Regions from separate parts of the Mus musculus genome. Here region 2 is linked to region 1. Evidence: chromatin contacts called from public promoter capture Hi-C data. All regions are on one chromosome and are shown on one strand. Each heading gives the region's core, a stretch centred on a gene start, on an enhancer-like site or on the middle of the called end of the contact. The rest is flanking DNA. Distances are from core to core; before and after follow the strand shown.

Evidence for each region. Promoter capture Hi-C pulls out the DNA fragments that hold promoters and counts their contacts.
Region 2: a contact with region 1 is called in a promoter capture Hi-C map of liver, with 2.6 times the contacts expected there. The contact joins the promoter of Lcor here to the enhancer-like site in region 1. A contact is called at or near these places in 10 of 39 promoter capture datasets (the 3T3-L1 cell line, 3T3-L1-derived adipocytes, the C10 cell line and 6 more), 1 of 484 Hi-C or Micro-C datasets (nephron progenitors) and 4 of 115 datasets of contacts at active chromatin or transcription factors (bone marrow-derived macrophages and embryonic stem cells).

Annotation. Positions count from the first base shown.
Region 1 is chr19:41,416,713-41,422,323 of GRCm38.p6, reverse strand. No RefSeq gene overlaps it. Among named protein-coding and RNA genes, the nearest start is that of Gm33951, 26 kb to the left of the region's middle. Within about 2 kb of position 4,098, at least 21 of the 459 cell types and tissues checked have an H3K27ac peak or open chromatin away from gene starts, as enhancers often do.
Region 2 is chr19:41,481,085-41,486,264 of GRCm38.p6, reverse strand. Lcor (ligand dependent nuclear receptor corepressor) reads right to left here and starts at 3,583. Exons shown (of 8, transcript NM_001370767.1): 1 at 3,482-3,583; 2 at 2,665-2,738.

The DNA.
Region 1 (5,611 bases), core at 2,849-5,348:
TGTGGTGGACAATTTAAAATAAGCAGGCTGGTCCTTAACTATCACCATTGCAATTCCTACTACTTCTGTTTTTACTGCCACTACAGCCACTGTTGCCAGGGAAACACATGGATGAGTGGGAGATGGGGAAAGGCGGGGCTAGGAAGCACCTGGAGCCCAGTGCTTGGTGTTATGAAGGAAGAGTGGGAGAAGGTCCTGAACAATTTCCAAAAACTGGACACAGGGATGTCAGACCAATTTAAATAAAATTTTGTTGCAGATCCTGTGGTAGTTTGAATATACTTAGTCCAGGGAGTGGCACTATTTGGATGTGTGGCCATGTTGGAGGAAGTGTGTCACTGTGGGCATAAGCTTTAAGATTCTCATCCTAACTGCCTGGAAGCCAATATTCTCCTGTTTGCCTTTGGAACAAGATGTAGAACTTTCAGCTCTTTCAGTGCCATACCTACCTAGACACTGCCCTGCTCCCACCTTGATTATTATGAACTGGACCTCTGAAACTGTAAACCAACCCCAATGAAATGTTGTCCTTTATAAGAGTTGCCTTGGTCATGGTGTCTCTTACAGCAATGAAACCCTAACTAAGACACCCCCCAAGCCCGTGTACTTGAATGCTTTTTACCACCAAAGCAAAGGTACTGTGCTTCCTTGTTTATTACAGGGGACACAGGGGAACAGTCTGGTGAAGAGTTGCTTAGGGCCAACTGTTGCCTGTAATTTTAGAAAACATGCTTTTGCCTTTGCCTGGCACCACAGTCCTCACTCTGAAAACACATTCTAGCCTTTCCCCAGGACCTCCGTCCATGCTCAGGCTCCTCCCAGCTTAGCTTTGAGAACCTCTGTCACCAACCCCTCTCCCAACTTGCCCAGGAGCTGCAACCCCAGAGCTGCTGCCTGTGCTCTGGCCGTTCCAGGCTTCCTCTTTTCTTCCTCCAGTCTAGCTCTGATGGCCAGCTGCCACCTTTCCCAGGATGGCTTTGATCTCTATCCCAGCCCCTCATGGCTTAGCTTTGCCAAGCCACCATTAACAACCTGGCTTCTCTCTATCTCTGCCCATCTTTGCTCCTCAAAAGAAAAACATTCAGACAGATTTATTATCCTGCTAGAACTTGCCAGATAACACAATCGCTGGACTCAGAATCTCTAGCCATAATCTTATCAGCTCACCTATATCAGCTAGTCTAAATCAGCCAGCTGCTGCTGGTGGAGGAGGCTGCGGATTCTAGCTATTCCAAATCTTACATGGTTGTAAGATCTTGCTTCTCATTCCAAAAGACCCCTCTTCTTTCCTCAAGTCCCCTTTCCTCTTGGGACCCGGAAGTCCCACCTTTACTCTTCACCCAGCAATTGGCTTCTGCCTTCTTTATTGACACAGTCAAGAACCATTTAGGGAATCAGTACCTCCCCCTACAGCCAACCATATAGAAAGATATCCACCACCCTCCAGGAACCTCACACTTCAATCTGAAAGCACTCTGAAATATGTTTTTGGGGGGTTTATGGATACTTTATGCCTTGGTCACTGTTCTATTGCTGTGAAGAGACACCAAGACCATAAGAAATTGTCTAAGGTAAAACATTCAGTTGGGGCTTGCTAACAGTTTCAGAGGTTTAGTTCATTATCAGCATGGCAGCAAGCATGGTGGCACGCAGGCAAGCATGGTAGCTGATTGTAGCCTCCCACAACCCTGAAGCAGGCTGAGTCGGACCTTGACTTTGTTGTCACTAAGGAGACAAAAATTTACCTAGGATGGAGCCTGCCTCCCTGAGATCACTCTATTGTTCAGCCACTGCCGCTGCTGCTGCTACCTGCTGGGAGTTGGCCTAGCTATTCCGGAGACTACACGTGGTCACCTGCAACTGGGCTCCAAAGATGATTTGGTGGGAATGGGCTTTCCCCTCTCCTTTATAAAGCATGTCCACCATTAAAAATTTGAAACTTGAGCAGACTAATTGTCTTGGTTCCATTATTTCTCTACCCACCTAGATTCCTTCTTCTTTTCCAGTTCCAAGATGCCTTCCAGGCTCGAACCCGGACATGAGAGCCACAGGCTGGCCCTAACAGCTGACAGTTCTATATCTGTATCTGAAGGTAGCAGGAAGAGAAAAACACTGGGCCTGGCTTGAGCTTTTGAAACCCCAAAGCCTGCTCTAGTGACACCTACTCCAGCAAGGCCACACCTTTTTATTCCTCCTCCCCCCTACCCCCAGACAGGGTTTCTCTGTATAGCCCTAGCTGTCCTGGAACTCACTCTGTAGACCAGGCTGGCCTTGAACTCAGAAATCTGCCTGCCTCTGCCTCCCAAGTGCTGGGATTAAAGGCATGCACCATCATGCCTGGCTATGGGGGCCATTTCTATTCAAACCATCACACTGTATTTCATGGGTATGGTTAAAATGCAGGCAGAGAATAGGGCTAAAGCCCAACCCTCTAATCATGTATTTGATTCCCACAGTAACCAGCCCCATGCCCTGGTTCTCCCACCAACATTTGCCCCATTAGAACAAAAGATTCTTTCATCATCTGGGAAATTCCTAGGAATTTAGAAACCCTATATCAGAGACTCAAAAATATTGCAAAAGTGTTCCTCAGGAGCTGTTTTAGGAACTGGTATCAAAAGTCAAATATATGCTGGGTCGTGATGGTGCTTGCCTTTAATCCCAGTACTCAAGGCAGGAGGATCTCAGGAGATTCAAGGTTAGTCTAATCTACCCAGAGAGTTCCAGGACAATCAGGGCTACATGATAGAGATTTTATTTTATTTTATTTTATTTTATTTTATTTTATTTTATTTTGTTTTAAGTGCTTGATTAGAGCTTGTTTATAGTTCCAGATGACTGTCATGGCAGGGAGCATGGCAGCAGGCATGGCTCTGGAGCAGGAAATAAAAACCTTCATCTTCTCTACAAGAAGGAGGGGGCTGGAGGGGGCAGGAGCAGAGAGCAGGATTGGGCCTGTAGTGGGCTTTAGAAATCCCAAAGCCCACACACCCAGTGACATACCTCCTCCAACAAGGCCACACCTCCTAATCTTTCCAAAACAGGTCCACCAACTGAGGGACAGGCATTCAAATATAGGAGCCTCTGGGGCCATTCTCATTCAAACTACCAAAGGAGCTAGAACAAATATATATTTTACTTTCTATCACAACGTCACACATACACCTAGAAAAGGGGGGGAGGGGAGGAATAGGGTGCTCTCCAGTTTCTTCTTGCCTCTCTTTGCAGCATCTGTGCTTGGGAGGTTGCCTTTGTGAACTGTGTGTGACACCTGGCATTCTGTCCTGGCATTCTTAGGAGCTGGCTTCTCTTCTGGTTTGGATCAACAGGGAGAACCAACAGGACATTGAAGGTCGAGAAGAGAGCAAGGGGGTCCTTCTGCTGGGAGGTGTGCCTCTGGCTAGGGCTAAGGGCTTCTGCCACTGCAGATCACTGGGATGACTTTATCCAGCCTCAGGGTAGCATCTTGCCCACTGTCCCTCAAAGGCAGTAGCAGCCTCCTGCTGTGTCTGTCTCTGGGTCCCCAGTCCTGTCCATAGCATGGGAAGTAAGCTTTTCATTGGTGTTCTTTCTTGTAAATAATCTACAGTGAGTTCTGTTTCCTGCTTTGCTCCAGTGGTTTGTAGATATGAACTAGCAGAACACACAAAAAGCTGGTCACCGATGAAGATATGACAGAGACCCTACTTCATATGCACCTGTAGGAGTTCAGCTGCAAGTAACAGGGAGGTAAAAAATCTCCACCCATTCACATGGGCCAAAAATAAGTAATTTATAACTTTTTGAAGAAATGAGGGCTCTTATGTTTTTGCAGATGAATGTATAACTAATTTGCTCTTCTATAGAGACTTTGGGAGGAGTAATTTGGCAATTTTGAGGAAAAAATGTCTACATCTTTTGACTTATTTTAGAAGTCAGATTTTCCTGCGAAAACAAAAATTCTAGGAAGCAAGACTCTGTGTGAACAAGCTTGTTTGTGGAAGAAAGTGGATTGAACCTACAGGCCAGCCAGCGAAGGATATCATGTTAGAACCGCACAGTGAAATATTAGACAGCAATTGCACAAAAGTGGCTCTGTGCCCACTGACCCAAAAGGACATTGTGCAATCAACGGATTGCAGAGCATTGTGTTCAGTCTGCATGGCAGGGGTTTCTCGACATCTCTCAAGACTCAGGCTCTTTCTTCTCCTTGGTAATAGATCCTTAAAATAGAGCCAGGCACATGACTAAACCAGCTTGACTGAATTTCCAAGAATTTCTTCGTTACTTAAGAATGTGCTTTTAAAATTATGATCAAAGGGAGACATTTAGATGTGTGAGCTGTGTGCCTTTCAGATTCTGTTTTTAGAGAAAGGTTGCCCTTTCTACCCTCTACCCCCCAATTTTGCCTCCCTTGCTGTTGACTGTCATCTAGACAAGGTGTGAATACTTCTAAGGGGAGGGAGGGAAGAGAGAGTGTCAGAGGTGTGTGTGTGTGTGTGTGTGTGTGAGAGAGAGAGAGAGAGAGAGATCACCTCAGAGACTGCTTGTCAGTCAGGGGCCACCCACTTTGTAACTTTTCTCTATGAGAGAAGTAAATTTTCACCTTGTTTAAGCCATAGATATGTCAGTTGATTTCAAGAACAAAATCAGAACCCCTATGTAGAATGTTTTGTTGGTTTTATCAAAGAAATGTTAAACTTTTTGCACATGTGAATTATGGAACTTCCAGGAGTAGAATAAAGTTGGAGATGTTAAGTTTTAGCTCTGGCTGGCCTGGGACTTAGAGAGACCTCCGTACTCCTGTCTCCCAAGTGATAGAAAGGAAGGCTTATGACACCCCATGCCCAGCTGTACTTAAAAACAAAAACAAAAAGCCCCCCCCCCCAACAAAAATGGTTGTTTGAGGTGTAACCTGGTATTTGCTCTATAGCTCAGGCTGGCCTCGAACGTGTACTCCTCCTGCCTGACTCAGGAGCACTGGGCTGTAGAATTCACCACACCGAGCTTTGTCCTATTCTTTCACCTGTATTCTAGGCTGGCGTTTTATGTTGAAAAGAGAAAGTAACTGAAGTCCAACTGAGGGAAGTTTGCTGTAAGAAGGCAGGGAGATCACACAGGCTCTGAAATCAAAAGCCCAACTACCGCCAAATACTCTGTCCCCTGGCATCCCCTTGCAAGGCTCTCTAAGCTTGCTCTTCTTCTCAGAATAGCTTGGAAGTTTCAGAGCTGAACGTTCTTGGTCCCTGCTGTACACCTACTGAGTCAAAAGCATGTTACATGAATGAGGTAAATTGTCTTTAGCAAACCTTAAATGGTTGGGGAAGGGGACACAGGGAGGAGAAATGTCTCTATTTGAGTTTCATTTACACACACACACACACACGCACACACACACGCACACGCACACGCACGTGCACTCAAGTAATCAAAAAGAAAACCGCCGGGCAGTGGTGGCGCACACTTTTAATCCCAGCACTTGGGAGGCAGAGGCAGGAGGATTTCTGAGCTCAAGGCCAGACTGGTCTACAGAATGAGTTTCAGGACAGCCAGGGCTACACAGAGAAACCCTGTCTCGAAAAACCAACCAACCAACCAACCAACCAAACAAACAAACAAACAACAAACAAAA
Region 2 (5,180 bases), core at 2,334-4,833, 64 kb before region 1:
CACTCGGGAGGCAGAGGCAGGCGGATTTCTGAGTTCGAGGCCAGCCTGGTCTACAAAGTGAGTTCCAGGACAGCCAGGGCTACACAGAGAAACCCTGTCTCGAAAAACCAAAAAAAGGAAAAAAAAAAAGAAAAAAAGAAAAGTCAAGGCCACCCTGCTTAACTCATTAAGTTTAAAAACTGGCATTTTCAAATATTTCTAGAATTGTTGTAGCTATAAACACATTTGACAAAATCACAGTTACTTGAAATACCTTTCCATGAGTCAAAGAGATCTATCTTGTTCTTTTTTAGTCAAACTAGAACTAGCTAAAATCACACCTTTTCCCATACTAGGAAGAGCTTGAGAATACAGTAAGGTTAAGGGTCAGCCAAGCAATAGACAGCATCACATCGGACAGAGTGAAGGGATTGCCTGGAACCTCCCGCAACAACGCCAAGGTAAACAAACATCCACTCCCAGACTTCACTGTCTGACCTCAGTTTAGGGTCTGTTCTAATCCAAAGTGCTCAAAATGGTTTGGGTATGGAGCAGCTGGAATTTCAGGTTTTTAGACTATGGATGCTCAGTCAGTAAAATCCTTGCAAACATTTCAAAATTTCAAAAACACAGAAATCTCAAACACTCCTGATCTCAAGCACTTTACTCACTCTGTATTTACTCAAACTTATTACTGACTCCATAACTTGTCTTCCAGAAATCACTGGCCCCTTACTCCCTCTGTGCCAAAAACAGCAAGAAGGAAAACTAAATCCTGAACATGACTGAAATTTCATTTTTAACCCGAAGACTGTTATAAATTAAGTTTCACTTAGAAACCAAACACCCCTAAAATATTAAGATAATCAACCAAGAGAATCAGAAGATTACCTGCACAGAACAAATCCTAGTAAAACAAGAGCTATTGCATCTGATAACAAACAGCACAGCTCCTTTTAAACTATAGCCTGCCAGCCCTTTATAACACAAACCTCATAGCACCACTTAAAACACTCCCCTTAGAGAACAAAATTACATGTAACAAAAGAGAAAATATGACGCCCAATTGACTTTAGCTGAGCAATTATCGATAAGTATTAGTACTTAAAATACCATCTGTAGCTGGGATTCTAAAAGCTCCCGGACATCATCTAAAAATGGAAATCTAGAGTTCCAAACATTCGCTCAGAAAAATCAGTCACCAACTCAAAAACATTCTCCAAAGACTCCATTTGACTCTGAGAGTCAATTGAGGTGTTTACAGGAGAATTTTATTAGGAAACAAAACAAAACATTTTTGTCCAGAAGCAGTTATCAACCACTAATACAATTAATGAAAAGAAAGGGGAGGTCACAGAACACAAGGATTTTAAAGCAAACAGCATAGGGATACTCATTGAAATAATTTAAACAAAAGCTGTATCTACACAAGAAATTTGAAGGGTTGCATTTCTCAATTCCACAGTATTTTAAGCACTAAAATGCCCTCCAGGACACAATCAATCACCAAGAGTAAAACACTACAAAAAAACAAAACAAAACAAAACAAAAACAAAACCCTTCTAGTTTCAGTCTTTTGTATTAACTAAGAATCCAGAAAACGCCTCAATTAGATGTTTCTCAAAACCTGCCCTGTACACTTACTTGACGATGACAAATAACGTAATTCCTAAGTGCTTAAGCCCATGTCACATTATAGCAAATGTGTGACAGGTCATGGAAAACAAAACAAGCAGAAGCAGAAGAGAGCAAAGACAGCTAGAGCCGAAACGGCTGCTTCCTGGAGGGCAGGGCAGGGCTTGGATTGGCAAGAGGGAAATTTTAACCTGTATTCAAAAAGGTAAATCACCTCCTCCCCCAAAATTGCTCAGATTTTCATTATTTACCCAAGTATACATTTAAAAATATATACTTTTAACCTCTGGACAACCAAAGTGGTATCAAATATCTTACCGAATTAATTACATTTGGTATTACAGTCTAAGTCTTTAATAAATTCACAATACACATTTTCATAACGAAATACTGCAAAAAATGGCAGTGCTCATTTTCTCTAAGTACAGGTTACCTTATTTTCCACTTTTTTTAAAGTTTTAGTTTTGCTTTTTCATCTATTACCAAAAAAACATCCCTTATGGGACATTGTAAAAGGGCAGACCCTCCTGTCAAGCCAGAAGGCTCCAACACAAAGACTGAGCTAACCAAGTGCTGTAATTCTTCCAAACTGAGGCTCTCCACACCCCCTCCACCCTCCCCCCCCCCCAGCAGATATGTCTATTAAATCAGTGTCTGTTCTCCCCCTCGCACAACAAAGAGAACTTCTCACCGCATGAAATTGCCGCTGAATGGACACCAGAAAGCAGGATTTGCATAATTCCTTCCAACGAAACCCCATCGGGAAAGAGGGGACCCCGGGCCCAAGTGGACGGACAGAATTTCCCAGGTCCGTCTGAGGAAGACCTGAATCCCTAGAACGCGCCCCATCCACACGGGGGGCTGGAATTCCGGGCCTCCCCGAGGACTGGGCGTGGGGGACAGAGGACGACGAGAGGGCATTTCCCCACACATCAGCCGCACCGAAGCAGAGACGGGGAAATAACAATGCTGAGGACATTAGAGTCAGACACAAGGATGGACAGAGGCTAGGGGGCGGCGGGTGGAGCAGACACCACAAGAGCCACTTACTTTTTGGAGGGGGGTTAAATATGTGAGTTAAGCCCTTATGGTCCCGCCGGCCGCCGCACAGAGGGAAACGGGACCTTGGGAGAGAAAAACAGACAAAACACACAGTGTGAGAGGTGCAGCTCGCCTCCCGGCCCCTCCCGGGCGCCCCCCACTCCCGTCCACGCTCCCGCCGCCCGGGGAAGCGCGCCGGTCGCCGGCCGCCGGGGCTCCGCGGAGGGGACCAGGGTGACCCCCCCGCCCGGCTTCCCACCCGGGCCTCCCCGCCGCGCGCGCACGCCAAACACAAATCCGCACACACCGACCCGTGCGTCGAGGACTAACTCCGCAGCCGCCGCTGCCAGCAGAGGAAGTGCAGCCGCTGCCCCCCGCGGCCATGACACCCCACTTGGCTCGCTCAGGCGGACGCGGGGCCTGTGACAGCTCCGGCTCCCTCCGCCCCCATCTCCACCTCACGCCTCGCACACGCCCGAGCGCCGCCGCGCGTGCACGCGTGCACGGGGGCGCGCCGCCGGCGTGGGGGAGGGGCGCGGGGCGAGGGCAGGTGGGGGCGACCCCGTGCGTCCCGGCGCGCTGGCGGCGGCGGCGGCGGGCCCGGCGTCCACAATGCGCCCGCTGGGGGAGAGGCCGCGCGTCCGAGCCCGCCCCGCGAGCCGAGGGGAGGGGCGCCGCGGCGGCGCGCTCGCGCTCCGGGGGGTGGGGGAGGGGGCCGAGCCCGGGAGGGCGCGCGGGGCCGGAGCGCGGCGGACTCTGCCCTGCTCCCTCCCACGCACGGGAGGCCGGCGGCCGGGCGGCCCGGGGCACCGGTGGAGGGCCTCACCTACACAGTGGATGAGCTTGTGGCGCCACGAGTCCAGTTCTTGCCGAAAGCCGCGTCTCTCAACGGAGCATTGCTGCCGCCTACACACCCTCGCCATCTTCTGCCGCCCGCCCGGCCCTGCCTCCGCCGCGGCCCCGCGCACGCCCAGCCGCGTCGCCCGGGGCCGCGCACGCACCCGTGGCCTGGGCGTCGCGCCTCCCGCCGGGGGCGGCGCGGGGGCAAGGCTGCGCTCACCTCCCCGTGGCCCCGTGGCGGCCCGCTCCTCCTCCCGCCCGCCCGCCCGCCCGGCGTCCCCGCGCACCAGCTCTGCGTCCCACGTCCAGTCCCCCCGCCCCGCCCGGAACGGCGTCTTTCTACGCCGGCGCTCGGTCCCCGCGCCGCCCTCGCTCTCCAGGCAGGCCACGGTGGCCCCGGCCCTCCCCGGGGCTTTTGGGTTTTAAACTAGTCCCATCTATCACTTCCTACCTGCCTATCGGCCCGCACCAACTGTTGCAAGTTCCGCACCATTGCTTCTCGCAACTTCTCGGTCGAAACGGCTCCTCCCACGGGGGCGCCGTGCAAGAGCAGAAATAGGAATAAATGCCCGGATGCCCTTGGAGGCATTGAGCCCCGAGGTTTGCAAAGGTGAAGTGGATAATTTTAAGTTTTAAGTTATCGAAATGCTTCGCCGGTATTCATAAGCCCCAATTTAAAAAAAAAAAAAAAAGAAAAGGGTTTTAAGTCAAATAAAAAGCCTAGGGGATCTCTTACTAGCAAGACTGATCATAGTTGAAAGTCTTAAGAGAGCTGAGAAAAAAAAATGTGCTAGTAGAAAATGAATTTCAAACTTTCAAACAACAGCTTAAGAATATGTTGGGAAATATACGCCCAGATCCGTAGTTCAGGAAAGGACTCAGAACATTTTGATGAGAAAGGATTTCCAGGTGCCTTCTGGGATAATTAAACCACCTTGCACAGGGAGCCTTGTTTTGTTTAAACATCACACTATTAATTACTTGATTTATTTGAAAGAGAGGAGAAAGAGCAAGGAGGAAATAGGAAATGAAAAAAACGGAAATGGCTACTTACCAATACAAGCTAGGTGGCCTCTTCCTCACCCTTAGAATTTGAGAGTGCATTCCTTCTAAATATTTAAATGTAAGTATTTCTGTAGGTAAAACAAAATCATCACTTGACCTCAAGGATTCCACTGATGTGTATCAAGTCTGGGTCTTTGAAGGGAGGGCGCTCTGGCGTGGGAACGGGGGTAACTGCCCCTAAGAATGACTTGGTGGGTCTCCTGGATAGGAGTAAGATTACGGGTAGTAGGCACCTTCCATCTCAGAGCCAATTAGATTTCCACAATTCTCAAAGCCCGCACTGTTTCATCGCTTTAGACTACTACACCATCAGCCGACCACGATGGTGCACACCTGGTAATAGCAACAGTTCGGTGGGCTGAGAGGCAGGATTGCAAATGCCAGGCCAGCCTGGGCAACATAATGAGACCGTGTCTCAAAGCAAGACCCCTGGCAAATAAAGTCTTAGGTCAGACTTCGTTGAGTTTCTGTGTGGTTATTACTACCCTGGGTTAGGTGGGGAGAAGATCAAAGGGAAATGACCGCTAGCTGGGAGAAACCATCCCGTTCCCTATCTCTAGCGTGAAATTCCTTTCCTCACCACTAGGTGGTGGGTTTCAATCTTGTAGATTTTAAGCAAC